2 separate regions of the Mus musculus genome follow, and region 2 is linked to region 1. Evidence: chromatin contacts called from public promoter capture Hi-C data. All regions are on one chromosome and are shown on one strand. Each heading gives the region's core, a stretch centred on a gene start, on an enhancer-like site or on the middle of the called end of the contact. The rest is flanking DNA. Distances are from core to core; before and after follow the strand shown.

What was found. Promoter capture Hi-C pulls out the DNA fragments that hold promoters and counts their contacts.
Region 2: a promoter capture Hi-C map of pre-B cells shows a contact between it and region 1, with 2.3 times the contacts expected there. The contact joins the promoter of Tmprss9 here to the promoter of Mex3d in region 1. A contact is called at or near these places in 3 of 39 promoter capture datasets (erythroid cells, liver and pre-B cells) and 1 of 9 other capture datasets (liver).

What each region holds. Positions count from the first base shown.
Region 1 is chr10:80,385,964-80,392,034 of GRCm38.p6, reverse strand. Mex3d (mex3 RNA binding family member D) reads left to right here and starts at 4,384. Exons shown (of 2, transcript NM_198615.2): 1 at 4,384-5,374. The coding sequence starts at 4,615. Gm30823 (a long non-coding RNA gene) reads right to left here and starts at 4,275. Exons shown (of 3, transcript XR_380610.3): 1 at 4,138-4,275; 2 at 599-730.
Region 2 is chr10:80,877,714-80,883,711 of GRCm38.p6, reverse strand. Tmprss9 (transmembrane protease, serine 9) reads right to left here and starts at 3,896. Exons shown (of 18, transcript NM_001081688.2): 1 at 3,749-3,896; 2 at 950-1,077. The coding sequence starts at 3,896.

The DNA of each region.
Region 1 (6,071 bases), core at 3,135-5,634:
ACTGAGAGCCCTAGCATCTGTGGGCTGGAAGATAAAAGTTGTCATACAGGAGGCTCCTTCTGTTATAGGCCACCAACCTGTGACAGGCACACAGGTCTAAGATGCGACCACCATAGAAGGAGCCCCCATCCCTGTTCTCTGTCCCTGTTCCACTGAGGGTGGCCTTCAGATAGGGCCTTCCACAAGCCCTATCCAACGTAAGCAGCCCATGGTCAGGCTCTTAGGTCAGGGGGCCCCTGCAATGGGTACTGGGCAGGCTGGGAGTCCCCAGGTTCCACGAGGGCAGTGATGGCTCCCTGCTGCTGGGCCTCATACTCTAATCTGCAACATGCCAATTGAGGACACCTGAGTCTGATGACAATGTAGGGCAAGGCCACCTAGCTTTCCCTGGTGACAGTGATGTTCCTCTGCACCTCCAACCCTTTCATCTTTTTAAAATCTCCTGTCACATGTGTCATCCAGGTCACCCAGCAACCCCACAGCCCGCCTGCTGTCCTGCAGCCACCACAAACTTGCTCAGCCCAATACCCCACCCCCGGGGCCATGTTTCTGTCCAGCCAGTGTGACAAAGGATGGTGGCACCAGAGGTAAAGCTTACCTGCATGGGGTCATCCATTTGCCAGAATGTTGCTAGGCCATGAGTAGGAAAACAAGGTTGTAATGTACCAAAGCCAAGCCAGTATGCCACAGACAAGCTCACAGTGGGACTCTGTAACAGTAAACTCCAGACCTGGAGAAAGCAGGAAACAACCATGAGGACAGGCATCAGGAGGATAGGGCCTCCTTTGGGATGATGGGAAATTCTGGAACTATATGGAGGAGGCTCATGATTTTAGCGCTGGGGATGGAACCCAGACCACTGTGCTGCCCACCAAGACTCGACCCTGGACATGGACTCCAACATGGATTCACTTCCAAATGAATCAAAGGGCTGCACATTTAGCTTTATTGTCATTAAGGGAAGCTTGTACCAAGGCTCAGCAAAGTGACCCAGGCTACCTTCCCTTCCATAAAGGGGCTGCAAACTGCCTCCTCATCTCTCTGTAGCTGTTCACATCTTTAATTCCACAGCGTTGGAGTAAAGGTCTGAGGGCAGGGTCCAGGGCGTCAGGTGCCGCTGGCAGGCTTGGAAGCAAGTGCCTGTCCGTGCTTTCAGGAACTTGAGGTGTGCACCCTGTGTGAGCAGCACATACAAAAGCCGCAAGGGCTCAGAACCCTAGGACTGGGGTTACAGACAGTTGTGAGCCACCATGTGGGTGTTGGGAAGTGAACCCGAGTCTTTGGGAGAGCGGCCAGAACTGTAAGCATTGAATCACGTCTTCCTCGTATTTATTTCTTAGTTTGTTTAGAGATTAGGATGAACATAGGCTCGGCTGCACTCCACTGCTGAGACTCACCACAGCCCTCCAAGTGTTGAGTTTATCTTAGGTTACTTTGCTTTATTGGTTTATGTTGTTCATGGTGTCTGTGTGTGTTCATGCATGCCTGTCGTAGTCCACCACAGCTGATGTCACCCCTCAGGTCCCTTCCAGCAGGTCACTGGCAGGGTCAGGGCCTACCATATCAGGATTTTACATGCCTACGTCTTGGGGATGTGACTCAGGCCCATCACAGTGGCAGGGCAAGTACTTCACCCAGTGTTGGTTCCTGGGGTCAGTTCCACACCCGAAAGGCTCCTCCAGGGAAATGCCCCAGCAGCCTCACCTGAAACCCTCCCTGCACTGTCTCTAGAACTGGGCTCTCTGCATGCTGGGTAAGAGAAATGCCCTTATGCTGTTGATGTTTATAGATAAGATCTTTCTCTCTAGACCAGGCTAGCCTCAAACTCAAGGAGACCCACCTGCCTCTGCCTCCTGTGTGCTGGGATTGAAGGCGTGAGACACCATACTCAGTTTACCCCTTGGTCAGAGGCAAGTGGATCTCTTGAGTTCGAACAGCCTGGTCTACAGAGTGAGTTCCAGGACAGCCAGGGCTACACACAGGGAAAAAAAAATGTGTACACCTGAGTTTCTGTCTGTGCACCACATGCATACAGGAGCCCTAAAGGTCCAAAGAGGGCAGTGGGTCTCCTGGGAATGGACTTACAAGCAGTCGTAAGCTGTCATGTCGGTGTTGGGAACTGAACCCAGGTCCCTACAAAAGCAGTGAGTTCTCTCTCTGCCCCCACAGACTTAGTTTGAGACAGAGTCTCTTGCTGAACCTGGAACTCAGGAATTAGGCTAGGACCACTGACCTCGATGCACAGGGTCTCCTGTCTTCACCTCCCAGGTGTTGGGATCGCAAACACTCGGCTATAATTTAAATTTGGAGCCTCACCATTTTGAGGCTGTCTCTTTCCGAATCTTGGAAGGCTACTTGAGGTGCCTCTGGTGCTCAGCTTCACACCCCCTCCTCTCTCCCCTCCCTCCTGGTCCACAGCTTCACATCTGAGTGTCTCTGCCCTCCATCTCTGCTCACAGCCAGTAGTTCAAACTCTGGCTGGGTGGGCAGAAGTGACCCGCTTGACTGCGTGCAGCCCAGGTTAGCCTCTGGCTTTGAATACCTGCCAAGGCTGCTGAAGTTTCTGCCAAGTCAAGGACAAGGACTGTAGCTGGGGCCCAGGGAATGGCTAGACATAGATGTTAGGAAGAGGAGTCAGTACTTCCTTTTTTTTTTTTTTCCTTTTCTCCCCGCCCTCCTGAAGCAAGGTTTCTCTTCATAGTCTTGTCTGTACTGGAATTCCCTGTGTAGACAAGGCTAGCCCCAAACTCACAGAGAAACTGCCTGTCTGCCTCCCAAGTCCTGTGCCACTAGCATCCAGCTTTGATTTAACAATAATCTAAGTATAATAATAATAGTAATTATTATTAAACTGGCTCTTAATTCACAGCCCTGGCTGACCTGGAACTTCCTGAGTAAACTAGGATGGCTTGGGACTTAGAGGTGTGAGCCATGGTACCCTACTGGCTCTTGACCTTTTATTAGGGTCAAGGTGGCTTCTGGGCAGAAGAACTAACACACTGGGGGTGTGAGGACACTCTGTGTTCCAACCTGCACTTGTGTTCATGATGGTTGTAAAAGTGACAGGAAGGCATGGATTGGGGGAGGGGCACTGTTGTGGCTAAGAACGCTGCAGAATGGAGCGGCCTCTGCCCCAGACCCTGGGACACAACTGACCTGAGGTTGCAGTCAGCTGTAGGCAAGGACCCAGACAAGGTCCATCCTGTTCCCTGTTCATGAGAAATCTCAACAGGAACTCTGAGGTATATGCAACAGCTGGGGACAGTATGGCCCTGGAGGTAGGCAGAGCCTGTGGAAGAGGCTGCCTTCCTCAGAGCCCAGCATCTCCAGTGAGGGTCGTCTCAAATGATTATGGGCAGTGTCTGCTGGGAAGCGATTCACCCCACAAGTTCTAAGTGCTTATGTCTAAGTTTGGGTGTACACAACCCCCTCCACCCCCAAGGATGAGCTGTTGGGAAAGGCTTGACTTGGGGAAAGGGACCTCTGGCTGCCCAGACACCATGCCAGGAAGGACGTGACTCGGGGAATGGGTCCCCAAGTCATTAAATGTGCTTGGGATAGAGGCGCCGTCGTCAGGAGGAGGACAGAACCAGCTGGAAGAACACAGCACAGGAGCTGGCGCCACCCTGTTACTCAGAGTGGGTTCCATGACTGAGGGTGAGGTGGGGGACCAGAGTCAGTGTGGTACCCTAAACTAGAGAGTCCCCAGGTGCACATAGGTAGAAATCCCCGGCTTCTGGAGGGCAAGGACAGCCTGGGGCAAGCCAGGTACTAGAGAATATTGCCTTTACGATGTAGTCACAGTGTAGGGGCTGATGTGAAAGAAAACACCGTGTGGCTGCGAGGTGATCCCTGCCAGAGGGTCCCCAAGGTCTCCAGGCACACGGGGAGGATTTCCCTGCTCTCGAAGAGCGAGGACTGACTAGAGAAGAAAGACACAGGAGGGGGACTCCACACTTTTGAGCACAGAGATGATTTTGTGGGATCGGGGAAGGGGAAACACAGTGTGGCCGCCAAGTGATCCCTGATAGAGGTCCCGAAGGTCCCCTGGCGGGCACTGGGAGGAGGCCGGGGAAGCCAGGGGTGATGGCGAGGGCTCCTGGAGCACACGACCCTCCCCATATCCCCGGGACGCACCAAGGTGGCTCAGAACTGCGGGCTCCGCCGACCCACCTGTGGCGCCTCCCGCACGTGCGGGCGGGCCAGGGGGAGGGGGAGAGGGAGGAGGAAGGGGAGGGTCCGCACCCTGGGCGGGGGCGGGGCAAACACGTGACTGCCGGCCCGGCCCGCGCGTGCGCAGCGGCGTTGCCCATTGTTGGCCGCGGTGACGTCGCGGGGCGGGGCCGGGGCGGGGCGGCGGGAGGGCGGAGGGAGGGAGGGCACGAGCGTCCCGTGCCACCGCCGCCGCCGCCGCCGCCGCCGCCGCCGCCTCGGCCGCCCAGGAGCCGCCGCCAGCCCTGCCACAGCGCCACCGCCCCGCAGCCCCGCGTCCCCGCAGCATCCCCGCGCCGCCGTCCCCGCCCCGCCGCTGGATGCCGGCGGCCGGCGGCCGAGCTCGCAGACGCGGAGGGCGGCGCGGGCGGCGGCGGCGGCGCGGGCCCGAGCGCTAAAGCCATGCCGGGCTCCACCGGGCAGCCCGACGCGGGCGGCGCGGGAACCGGGACCACCGCCGGCGACCCCGGGCATCCGCACCCTGCACTCGCGGGAGCCGAGGATGCCGCGCCCCGGCCGCCACCCGAGCCCGACGACGCGGCCGCTGCGCTGCGCCTGGCGCTGGACCAGCTGTCCGCGCTCGGGCTGGGGGGCGCGCGCCCCGGAGATGAAGGGATGGCGACACGCAGCGCGGACGGGGCGACAGAATGCGGAGAGGATGAGCCCGCGCCCCCCGACGAGCTCGAGGTGGCCGTGGCGCCCCCGGTGACTGGTGCGCCCTCGATGGGCGTGGGACCCTCGATGGCCCTGGCACCCTCGGTGACTTGTGCACCCTCGATGGCCCTGGCACCCTCGGTGACCAGTGCACCCTCGATGGCCCTGGCACCCTCGGTGACTTGTGCACCCTGCATGGCTGTGGCACCCTCGGTGACGGTGGCACCCTCAATGGCACTGACACCCTCGGTGACCCTGGCACCCACGATGGCCGTGGCTTCTTCGGTGGCCCCCGGCGGGCTGCCTCTTTTGGACCCCGACGTGAGCCCCCGGCCATCACCCCCAGACGTGTTCGCCAGCTTCGCGCCACACCCGGCTGCCCTGGGTCCCTCGACGCTGCTGGCTGAGCAGTTGAACGTGATCGGGAGTCGCAAGAAAAGCGTGAACATGACCGAGTGTGTGCCGGTGCCCAGCTCGGAGCATGTCGCGGAGATCGTGGGTCGTCAGGGTGAGTGGCTGCCGTCGAGGAGTGCAGGGGCGCGCTTATTCTCCTGGATAAATATTGAGGGGGGCACGTATGTATTGGTGGGAGGAAGGGACAAGCTGTGGCCCGTTCTAGCCCAGGGTGAATGTGACCAGGAGACCCCAGGGACACGCCCCGTGTGGAATCTAGGCCTCGGTGGATTTCTTGGCGCCTTTGTTCAAAGCTGCCGGCTGCTGCAGAAGTTGGGCACTGCCCAAGCTGTGGCCACAACCGCGGCCTTTGTCTGGGTTCCTAGGGACAACCACAGTCCATGTGCCATAGCTGGGGGACACCTTAGGACATAGGCCCCTTAGAAGCAGCTAGGGCTGCCCCCCACCCACCCACAGATAGGCATGGGGCGGGGCCAGCTTAGACTTGCTAGCCCAGGGAGGGTGCCCGGAGGGCAGGATTGAAGTATAGTAGTTTAGATAGAAGGTGCCTCTCTTAGCTCTCTAGCTTGGAGGTCCGGACTAGGTGCTGTCCTCTGAGAAAATGACTATAGCCCCCAGCGAACCCTGAGCTTGAGAATCTGGCATTTATAGGAGGGTCTCCTGGCTGTAGAAGCTCTCCATGGGGTTCACCCCGCCCATCTTGACAGGCTGACCCCCAGCGGTCCCAGGGTATAGGGATCTAATCTACCCAGACATGGGGGTCCCTGCGGCAGCACTGTGGAGCTGGGGAG
Region 2 (5,998 bases), core at 2,647-5,146, 490 kb before region 1:
AGAAATGAGAGCAACGATGCTATAACCACAGAGAAACAAACAGGACCACAGCCAGAGATCAGGCAGGGAGGGCATTGTGAAGTTGGTCACGTGAAACACTCTTCTGTCAATAGATTAACAAACACGGTGCAATCGAGGCATGTAACGAAATGGAACTGAGCAGTGGAAAGGAATAAAGGAATGGAATATTACTCAGCTGTGGAAAAGAATATAAGAATATATGCTGCTTCCAAGCTATAACCACAGAGACTTTAAAATATATATATATTAATATTATTTATTTAACGTATGAGTGCTCTGCTGCATATACATCTGCTTCCTGAAGAGGGCATCAGATCCCCCTATAGATGGTTGTGAGCCACCATGTGGTTGCTAGGATTTGAACTCAGGACCACTGGAAGAACAGGCAGTGTTCTTAACTGCTGAGCCATCTCTCTAGCCCAACCACAGAGACTTAAAGCAACATCTCAAACAGGTCTGGGAGATGAAGGGTTGTTGGGAGAGTTGCACATTAACATGTGCACTAGTCAGAGCTACTGAGAGGTAGGAGCAGCTGCATGACCATAGAGATGGATAGATGGGGGATGGGGGAATAGGTGTGGGTGGGTGGATGGATGGGGAGATGGGTGGGTGGGTGGGTGGGTGGTGGATGGATAGATGGATGAGTGGGTGGATAAAAGAATGATCCACAACACATGATCCATTCCAACACTGAACCAGCATGCAGCTGTGAACAGGTGGGGTCTCTGACATGTCCCCAGCATGCAGGAACCTTGGGACATTGTGCTCAGTAAGAAACCAACACAGAATAGACTCCATGATAAAAATATCACGTCTGTTTAGTAGGTGGATGCAGAGCACAGCGTCTCCCCGTTCACCCCACAGACCGACCTCCCCTCCCCCAGAGTCTACCAAGCTGACCCTGCCTCCAGGCCCCAGCTGTACTTGCCAGTGTCTGCAGAGCATGCGTGAGTAGGCGGTAGAAGTCAGAGTTCTCCTGCTGCAAAGAACTGGTGAAACGGATCCCATGTAGCTCTGCTATGTGCTCCACGTGGGCGCCCTGTGCGGAGAAGAAGGCTGCGGACAAGACGGGTGCCTGGTGAGACAGCCCCACTGTGGGCTTGGGGCTCACCTGCCGAGCCTCCATACACACAGGACCTGACTCCCCAGGTGGAGCAGCATTGAGTCTCTGCTGAAGGCTGTCCTGAGGACTCCCAGAGACAGTATAAAGTGACATGGGCTGTCCCCAAAGTCAGCTTCCTTGACTTGAGTCAGTGACATCACAGGTCACAGTCCCTCAGGAGGTCTTACAGTGTCCCAACCTCCTTCCTAGGATGGGGCAGTGACTCCTGCAGAGGACAGAGTAAGCTGGCAGACACCAGAACCTTTGTACAATTTATCCAGAGGCCACATTCCAGGCTGGCATGCCTTCTTTGACAGTTTGTGACACATGTGAACGTCAGGTCATCAAATCGACTCCCCACCCCACCCCGGCCCCTCTCCCTCTCTCTCCATCATGTGTTTGAGCCAGGGTCTCTCATTGAACACAGCGGCTCACCAATTCAGCACCAATTCCACTAGGACCAGCCAGGGAACCTGAGGAGCCCCTGTGTCCTTGACTCTGAGATGACAAGCATCCATTACTGCACCTGGCTTTTTCTTGTGTGGGGATGGAGACCCTGGTGTCTGGCGAGGTAGTCCCTGTGTGGGGGCTGAGCCATCTCCCAGCCTCTCTTCTTTTCATTCTTTTGAAGCAGGTTTGCTCTGTAGGCTGTGGTGACTTGGATTTTACAACCGTCCCGCCCCAGCTGGCCCTGCCTGTGCCACCACTTCTCCTAAAGGGAGTTTCTGACTCTTCAGTTTCCTCCACTCAGGAAGCTGCCACACGGACACTGTGGTGTCAGGGTATTTAAGACCAACACGGCCGGGCAGTGATGGCGCACGCCTTTAATCCCAACACTTGGGAGGCAGAGGCAGGCGGATTTCTGAGTTCGAGGCCAAACTGGTCTACAGAGTGAGTTCCCGACAGCCAGGGTTACACAGAGAAACCCTGTCTCGGAAAACCAAAAAAAAAAAAAGAGCAACACGAGAGCCTTTTACCCTTAGCAAGTAAATTAGGGGGTGGAGAGACAGTTCAGGCATTTGGAGCCTGACTTGGTTCCAGCACCAATATAGCTCACAACCGCCTATAATAGCAGGTCCAGTGTGCCTTGCACCCTCTGCCGGCGGCCGTGGGTACTGCATGCATGCGCCGCACAGGCATACATGCAAGTAAAAAGCTCATACACAGAAATAAATTTTTTTAAAAAAAGATTTATTGGATAGAGGAGTGGGGGGGAGGGTGTGGGAGACTTTTGGGATAGCATTGGAAATGTAATTGAGGAAAATACGTAATAAAAAAAGATTTACTTATGTATTATGAATACAGCATTCTTCCTGCATTATAGAAGGTTTGAGCCATCATGTGGGGGCTAGGAATTGAACTCAAGACCTCTGAAAGTGCAGTGATCTTACCCTCTGAGCCATCTCTTAGCCCCAGAAATAAAATTTAAAAAACAAAATCTGCCAGACAGTGGTGGTACACGCCTTTAATCCCAGCCCCTAGGGGGCAGAGGTACACAGATCTCTGAGTTGGAGGCTAGCCTGATCTACAGAGCAAGTTTCAGGACAGTCAGAGCTACACAGAGAAACTGTCTCAAAAAAACAAAAAACAAAACAAAACAAAACAATAAAACCACCACCAACAACAACAACAAAAAACAAAATAACACAACAGAAGCAAACGGATAGTGTGTGGGTGCTGAGTCTTAGCCATCCGTCGGGATGGATTTGTGGATTCATGGGTAGAGGGATCATCCCAATGGGCTGTATCGCTCAGTGGGTAGAGCACTCCCTGCAGGCATTGGCCCTGGGTGGTGGCATGGTGGTGCACATCTCTAGTCCCAGCACTTCGGAGAATGAGACAGAGACCATGAGTTTAAAGTTATCCTTAGCAGTGAGAGTTTGAGGCTAGCACGGGCTACGTCAGACCCTTCTCTTTCTCAAAAACCAGGAAAATCCCTCAAAAATGATCGCAAAGGTTTGTGTGCCACTTGGACTGACAGGAAACCCTCAAAGGGGTAGAGCACGAGGGGAGATGAGAATGCTACTGCACGTGACAGGCACAGCCACTAGGGGGCAGCATTCAGCCACATCAGACTGCAGTAACCTAGCCCGTCCAGAAAAGCTTAATACATATTAGTACAGTTGGGGACTGTAGGACAATTATCAATGTATTCTGTTATCTTTTATCAATACAGGGTTTCTCTGTGCAGCTCTGGCTGTCCTAGACTTTATCTGTAGACCAGGTTGGCCTCAAACTCACAGAGATCAAAGGGTGTATGCCACAACTGCCTGGCCAATTAAATTTTTTCCACACAAGTTCCCCAGTTTGTACCCATTATCACTGTATCACCATGCTAACAGGCATGAGCCCAGCCTCTCCTAAGCCACACCCCTGTAGTCCTGCCTGACCCTCCTGCTGCCTTAAGCTGTCAAAACTGACATATCTGTTCCCTCCCCATTCGACCACAGGACTGCCCGCCCACCCGCTCCTTCTTGTCATTGCAAACACTTCCTGCATACCCAGCATATTCTTGGACCCCAGAGCCTGTCCTTGCCACTGCTGGATCTGGCTGGAAGGTCAGCCCTTTGACACTTGGGATGTCCTTTTGCATCCGAGGACCCAGGCCTTCTTCCTGCCACTTACCTGAAAGGACTCCCAGGGTCACGATGGCCATGCTGATGCCCACCACTGCGATGACAGCCGTTCGACAAGGGCCAGGGTCTGGAGCAGATACAGAGACAGCCTTTGTCACCTCTGGCACAAGTTGTAAGTCTGGTGCAGTGGGCTCCATGGCTCGGCAAAGGTAAGCTCCAGCTAGACACCTGCAAGAGAAAAAGAACAAAAAATGGACAAAGGATTTATCTGACATTCAGCCACACTTGGCCCTGGACTCCTGATCAACTGACTCCACTTCCAGAGTGCAGGGGTGACAGGCATGCACCCAGCATTCCCTGACACCCATGTGGACCCAAGTGCACCCTTTGCTAATCCTGGTATCCCAAGGCTGAGGCCAAGCCAATTTGTCCCATCCTTAAGGAGACTTGATCTGCCTGAAATGGCCACTCAGACCCTTGTGACCGCCATGCACAGCAGAGGGGACAGGTCAGTGGCCCCACTATGACATCACTTAAGCTACAGAGATTCTGGGTGAGACGCAACCATATCCCCAAATCATCACTGAAGTGAGAGACAGGAGCCATGCTGCAGCTCTGACCAGTGAGCTCTCGGCCTCGGGCTGCAGGGGAGACCTCCGTGACAGTCCACATACACACAGATGTACACACAGATGCACACACAGGCGACCACACACATGCAAACACACCCACACACATTCATGCACACATATGCATACACACATGCGCACACATACATATACGTGCACATACACACATGCATGCACACATGTGGATATGTGTGTGCATAACACATATACACATGCACATGTGTGTGTGCACACAGGCATGCACACACGAGCACACACGCATTACTGTGCTCACACACACCCCTTGCTCATCCCTTCCCTGAGGACTTGCTCTTAGTGAGTGCTAAGCATGCCATGCCATTCAGCCCTTCCCACAGTAATTACTGCAGAGCTGCCTTGCCCACAGACACAGAGCCCTGAAAAGGGGCTGATGCAACTCTGTGAACCTCGGGAGACCTGAGCTGGGGAGACCAGGCTACCAAGAACTGCTTCACCAGAACCAAGCATGGTAGCACACACCTGTCATCCCAGCATCCAGGAAGCTGAGGCAGGGGGATTTCTATGAGTTCCAGGCAAGGCTGGACTGCCAAGTGAGACATTGTAGCCAAAAATGGGGAGGAGGTAGATGCAGGCCATGGAACACAGACTACTTCCTGGTCAGCTCTGATCCTCAACAGGGGACCAGGATCCTGGCTTTGGGAGACCAAGTCTACCCTGACACTTGGTCTGTAAGTAGGGTTTGTTGGGGGTAAACATGGCATACGTTCAGCACTTCTGTGCATTGGTGACACAGGGGCTGTCTAGCAGTGTCCTCTCAATGGAGGCACTTCCTCCTGAGGGAAGGCTCCCTGAGACTCACAGACTTCCTGAAACTCCCATGATTCATAATGGTAGGGAGAGGGGACTAAGTCAGGCATCAGGAAACCCCAAACTGCCTCTAAGTCACCCACACTCAGTGAACTCACAGGTTGCCTGAGCTCAGTCTATAGGATCAGTTCTGTGGTCTGAGGTCGGTGCCCTGTCTTCAGTGAAGTGGTGGCTGCACACATCTCCCCAGGAAACACTGAGTGAGCAGGTCGGGCACTGAAGGAGCTATGAGTATAAAATGGTAGCTTTCTCTGCCTGATGTGGAACACCAGCTAAGTTCTGAGCCTACAGCTGCTGCAAGGAACAAGGGATCCTCACAGAGCAGCGAGCAAAACGCCACTGAACAATGTGCGTGGACACCATATCTAAAGGTTGTTATAGAGCTGGGAGGTGGTGGCCCACACCACAGAGGCAGGCGGATCTCTGAGTTTGAGGCCAGCCTGGTCCTCTGGATGACAGAGAAACTCAGTCACAAAACAAACAAACAAAACAGGTGTTATTAGGGATGGACTGCAGAGACGGCTCAGCAGTTAGAACACTGGCTGCTCTTGCAGCTGCCCTGGTTCAGTTCCTGGCACCAACAACGACCTGTGACTCCAGTTCCAAGGGATCTGATGCCCTCCTTGGGCATCAGGCACACACATGGCACACAGGCATGTATGCAGGCAAAACACTCATACACATAAAAAAATAAATCTTAAAAATTAAAAAATAAATAAATAAATTGAAAAATTAAGACCAAGCCTAGAAAGGCTCAGTGGGTGAGGGAGCCTGGTGGCCTGAGTTTGACCCCTGAGACCCAAATGGCAGGAGATCCAGCTTCC